Regions from separate parts of the Mus musculus genome. Here region 1 is linked to region 2. The links are chromatin contacts, called in public HiChIP or PLAC-seq maps. All regions are on one chromosome and are shown on one strand. The core of a region is the stretch at or near the end of the contact, and the rest is flanking DNA. Distances in the headings are between cores, read along the strand shown. Region 1 has its middle 41 kb from the start of Gm40661. Region 2 has its middle 60 kb from the start of Gm40659.

Region 1 (2,700 bases), core at 3-2,502, 190 kb after region 2:
AAGGAGGAGGAGGAGGAGGAGGGGGGGCGAGGGGGAAAGGGGAAGGGGAAGAAAGAAGAAGAAGAAGAAAGAAGAAGAAAGAAGAAAGAAGAAAGAAGAAAGAAGAAGAAAGAAGAAGAAAGAAGAAGAAAGAAGAAGAAGAAGAGGAAGAAGAAGAAGAAGAAGAAGAAGAAGAAGAAGAAGAAGAAGAAGAAGAAGAAGAAGAAGAAGAAGAAGAAGAAGAAGAAAATGCACGTTTCTAGTATACCAAGGATCACCCAGAACTCTGTCTTTATTTAAGAGTTGCTTCTTTCATTGTAAAGCATTGTTCTGAACTCCACAAGTCCCCCTATGTGGTGGATTCTACCCTGAGCTTACTGATGCTGTCTCCCTAGACATTGTTTGTTCTTGCTTTGCTTGAAACCTGGTAATTCAAACTATGGCCTTCTCCATCTGATATTTCCAATCTTCACTCAGTTTCCTCCTATTCTTTGGAAATGAAAGGATCCTACAAGAGCTGGTATCATAGTGTGCTTTGTGAACCTTACCAGCACATTCTTTCCCAGGCCAGGAGGTGAAGGAATGAATTAGAAAATGTGATAAGTATTTGTACAAAAGAAATCATGTTAAGACTGAAAAAGAGTCTAGAACTTAAAGCAATGATAATAGTTTTCTTTTCTTGTTCTCTTTTTCTGTTTTCTTTCACTTACAAAGTAACCTATATTCTTAAAGATTATACAAGATTATCTTGTGTCATAATGAAATTGGAACAAAGAAATCTCAACATGACTGTGTGTGTGTGTGTGTGTTATCCCCAATTAAATGCAAGTCATTTCACCTTGCTAAATACAGTCCTTTTTTTTTTTCTAACCTCTTTTTTAAAGGTACCCATAGAGCTTAGCCTTGATATTATTCCATTTCTGAAAGTGAAATCTTTCAGACTGACCTTGGTTGCTTGCTTTTCAGTTTGTTTCATTCTTAGAATTAGTTTGGATGCCTCTACCTCTGAAAGTAAAAACACACCCTGAGATCTCTTCTCTTCTCTTCTCTTCCTTCCTTCCTTCCTTCCTTCCTTCCTTCCTTCCTTCCTCTCATTTCTTTTTCCTTTCTTTTTTATTCTCCCCTCCTTCTCCTCCTCCCCCTTGTCCTCCTTTCCCTCCTCCCCCTCCTTCTACTTTTTCTTCTTCTTCTTTTTGAGGAACAAAGACATGTAGCAATGAGATCTGAAATCTGCTGGTGGGTGCAAAATATACACCAGGAGAGGAAGTTATGGTTTAGGTTGCTTTAATGGAAAGGAAATGACTCAAATCCACATGGCTATGTAATAGACTTACTAAATACAGCTTTTCTTTAGTGTAAAACCTAATGTTTATATAGTAATAGGAAACTTTATTTTACCAAATTGTAATTTTCTTACTGTTCTCTCCTATCTTTCAGTCAATTACTACATCTTTCATTGAGTACATGTTATGTCATTTTTAGCACATAAAATCTGAGCTGATTTCACAGAAGAAGTTGACTTGAGAAATGTGGCCCAATCAAAAGGATCTGGCTTTCATTTGAATTGTTAGCCAAAACACTAGTTCGCTTGGGAAAATGTATTCTTTGTCCTTTACGGAAAAGGATATGCATATTTACAAAGATGTTATGTACAGTTATTGTCATAGGTGAAATTCATATAATTATGTCCATCTCCCAGGTGTTACTGTTTCCTAGGAAATATCAGATATACAGAAACAGCATAAGCAAATACTGAAAATCTTACCTAAGTTCACTTATCAGAAGCCATGAAATAAAAGAATCCATCCACCTGTTTATTTAAAAACTACTTAAAATTTGTATTGATTTGCATTAAATATCTCTTAAATACTTTTGATATTTATTATAAGATTTATAGTAGGTCAGATTAAGGAAATAACATATGTATCAAAAGATGGCCTAGTCAGCCATCACTGGAAAGAGATGCCCATTGGATAGGCAAACTTTATATGCCCCAGTACAGGGGAACGCCAGGGCCAAAAAATGGGAATGGGTGGGTAGGGGAGTTGGGGGGGGAGGGTGTGGGGGACTTTTGGGATAGCATTGGAAATGTAATTGAGGAAAACACGTAATAAAAAAAAGGAAATAACAGACCACTTTTGCATTTAGCAATTTTGCTTCTCTGTAAAGTTACAATGACAATTAGTGTAAACCCCAGCAAGATGTTATAGAACAAGCTTGAATACAGAAGTGAAGTGTGTGGATTTTAGAGATATTTACATAACTAAATGGTTTACAATGCTTAATCATATGAAATTTCTACTCAAGGCCCTTAAAATTGTAAGAACAAAAAGATGACTTAAAACACTGGCATTAATGAAGAATTCAGGCTTTCTAGAAATTTTACTCAGTTTACATAAAAAAGAAAATGTTCAATTTTCCTTCTGATTGACCCTCATGTAACTGACCAGGCTTTCAGAAAAGTTACTGAAACTGGAAACTAGTGAGACAAGGGTTTGGAGAGAGTGTTTTTCATGCCCACCTGATGAAATTGAGTCTTTAAAACTGACACTTGTCATGACTTTGCAAGACACACTCAAGTCATGAAGGACCTAAGGCTGCAGTGCAGATAATCTGATCCCCTAGAAAATTTTTATTTTCTTCATATTGCAACTATTCATAGGGCACCTTCAAAATGAATATTTGTAACATAGGGAGAGAATACTATTAAAATAATATTAG
Region 2 (2,700 bases), core at 108-2,607:
TCTCACTCTAATAAGTAATGCTAGGTTTTCCACAGTTTAATTACTAGACAATATCTGTAAATTGCACTAAAGACAAGGTCCAATGCTGCAACCCTTGCTTAGCACACATGAAGTCCCAGCTCTCTGTCCCCGAGCCCTGACCAAGAAAATGAAGGAATAAAGGATGGTAATACGTAATAAGCCCTTAAACTTAACTTACAATTTTTTAAGTTTTGAATTTTGTGATTGATCATTTTCAATAAAATAAAGAAAAGATTTCCTTGTCTACTCAAATAAAAACTTCTAAACAGGGAGTCCTGACCAATCAAGCCTTGGTTCTTTGAAGCTCAAATGATTAGTAATTATTATATTCTCAAAATATCACTTTGATAATGTATTTTGGTTTAGTTAAACTTTTCATGTCTTGTCATGCCTTGTCATTCTCTGCCAACCTACCACCTTTTCTGGAAAAGTCTTTGTTGTATCCATGATGTTCTCAAACTCCTAGTGTGTCCCTAATCCTCCTGCCCCCACTTTCTGAGTTTGGAGATGACAGGCTTCAGTCACCATGCCTGGTGTTTGAAAACCTGGGAACTGAACCCAGGGCTTCATGCATGCTACAAAACCATCTTACTGACTGAACTAAGCTAGAATCTCCAGGCCTTTTCCTTTTTGTTTTTAATAACAACCAACAAAAATAATTCCAACTGTACATATAATAATCTGAAATACAAACTGTGTGCTGGTTGCTGTAACAACATCTCTCCAAACTATATTTTACTAGGGTGGCCATATTTATTTTCTGCATAGATGATAACACTTTATTGAAGGCTAATAATCTAATTTTCAAAGGACCTAACACTTTTGTTAAACTCTTATTCTCAGATCTTCAAAGATTTTCCCATTTCATTTTATTGTTTGTTTGAATTGTTGATGTTGTTTTTATTAAATTGTGTGAAACAGCTGAATGGTGAAGCCAGCACTTTTTATTCGAATAGCACAGAGAACAAAACATAATTCTTTCACAGAGGAAGCCCTATGATAAACAAAGTTTGTATAAAGGAGATGGGCCCCTTGGAATGCCCCCAACATTCGGAGTACTTAATGGAGACTAGGAGGTGATGTTGGCAAGCACTCCAACTCACACACCCCTCTCTTGCTTACAAAAGATTTCTCCATTTTCTTAAAAACACCAAATCTCATAAAATGTAACAGAAAGACCAAGCAACAGTTATGTCAAGGGAAGACCTGCTTATTTTTCTTCTTTGATAATTCAATACAATGTCTTTTGGAAGTTTCTCTGGTCTATGAGTATAGCAGTAGAGGGATTTTGCCCAGAGCTGCTGTAGCCCCAGTGTATATGACTACATATACCAAGAAATAAAAGTCTTCCCTCACAGGAAACCCCTGAAAGCTTCTCCTAGGTTCAGTGCATGCGAGCTTCACCCAGCCCACAACAGAAGTTCCATGAAGAAACAGAGGAAAAGCCTAGAAGGAATTCCACAAAGGCATTACCAGACCCACTACCCACAAAAGGAGTTCTTGTTGTTAAAAACTTGGCAATGATTCTAATCAGGAAGCTGTCTGTACTGAGCTCTCAAATGTGTCATCGACCACATGGTCCTCTTCAGCTCATAATATGTAAGTAGGCACATCTGCAGGATGTTACAAAAGTGGTACTGAGAAACAAGTTACTTTGTCACTACAGTATATGACTTTCCCTTTAAGATACTCAAAAAGAAAGTTTGGGTTTGACGTTGTGTGAGTTCCCATGCACACACAGACACATTCATAAGAGTGTACAAGACAAATCATATACCTACAGAAAGATGTGTTTGCATATACATATATTGCTACATCTTCAATGTAGAACATCTTAAAAGACCCATATGTTAAAGGCTTGATCCCAAGCATTATCTATCATGCCTTAAAATGCTGACATTTATGACACTTAGAGAACTGTATTTTTCTTCATGCAATTGTTCCCTTGGAGAGACAGTGGGTTCTTCACTTCTTTTCATTACTTCTTTTTCTTCAGGCTTTGAGGTGTTTGGCTTTGTTCCACTGCCCATTTCTGTCTAGGGTGTGTTACCTGACCACATATCCAACACAATGGGTAAATGAAACATTCATTGGAAACTCCCTACCTGGGATCCAAACAGTTGATCATTGTAGTTATTTGTTATAGTAACAGGAAGCTAGTTAAAACACACACCTAATCTAATTACTAAATACACTTTTGCAGCTAACTGTGGTATGCTCAGTTTTAAGGAATTTCTTTGTGTACATTATAGTTCACATTGGTAGCACTTACTCAATAGTGCTCATCAGATAAAACCCATAGGCGTCAGAATGAATGGTTAGGGTGTGTATGTTTGTGAGTGTGTGTGTGTGTGTGTGTGTGTGTGTGTGTGTGTGTGTATGTGTGTGTGTGTGTGTGTGTGTGCACTCATGCATGTGCATATATGTGTGTGACAAGCCCAATTTTAACTACCCAGAGTAAATTTGTGCATTTAGCACTCTTCCATAGAATCTTGTAGCCATTCAAAGAATACATGTTACATATAAATAATGACTTGCATTTACCTGTCCATTGAAATTAATTTTTCTTTACTTGTCTATTACTTTCTATACAAAAAGATCATGCCCAAATTTTAAATTACTGGCAATCTCTCATGCACAACACCCTGCTGCTCCCTAGGCAAAACTGTAACATACTGA

What was found. HiChIP or PLAC-seq counts read pairs in DNA pulled down with a chosen protein or histone mark.
Region 1: a BATF HiChIP or PLAC-seq map of CD8 T cells shows a contact between it and region 2, with 8 read pairs. The contact joins two enhancer-like sites. A contact is called at or near these places in 3 of 484 Hi-C or Micro-C datasets (Th1 cells, cortical neurons and macrophages) and 1 of 115 datasets of contacts at active chromatin or transcription factors (CD8 T cells).

Annotation. Positions count from the first base shown.
Region 1 is chr13:5,510,744-5,513,443 of GRCm38.p6, forward strand. No RefSeq gene overlaps it. Among named protein-coding and RNA genes, the nearest start is that of Gm40661, 41 kb to the right of the region's middle. Within about 2 kb of position 1,253, at least 44 of the 459 cell types and tissues checked have an H3K27ac peak or open chromatin away from gene starts, as enhancers often do. A contact at or near this core is called in CD8 T cells, where this site is marked.
Region 2 is chr13:5,317,069-5,319,768 of GRCm38.p6, forward strand. No RefSeq gene overlaps it. Among named protein-coding and RNA genes, the nearest start is that of Gm40659, 60 kb to the left of the region's middle. Within about 2 kb of position 1,358, at least 9 of the 459 cell types and tissues checked have an H3K27ac peak or open chromatin away from gene starts, as enhancers often do. A contact at or near this core is called in CD8 T cells, where this site is marked.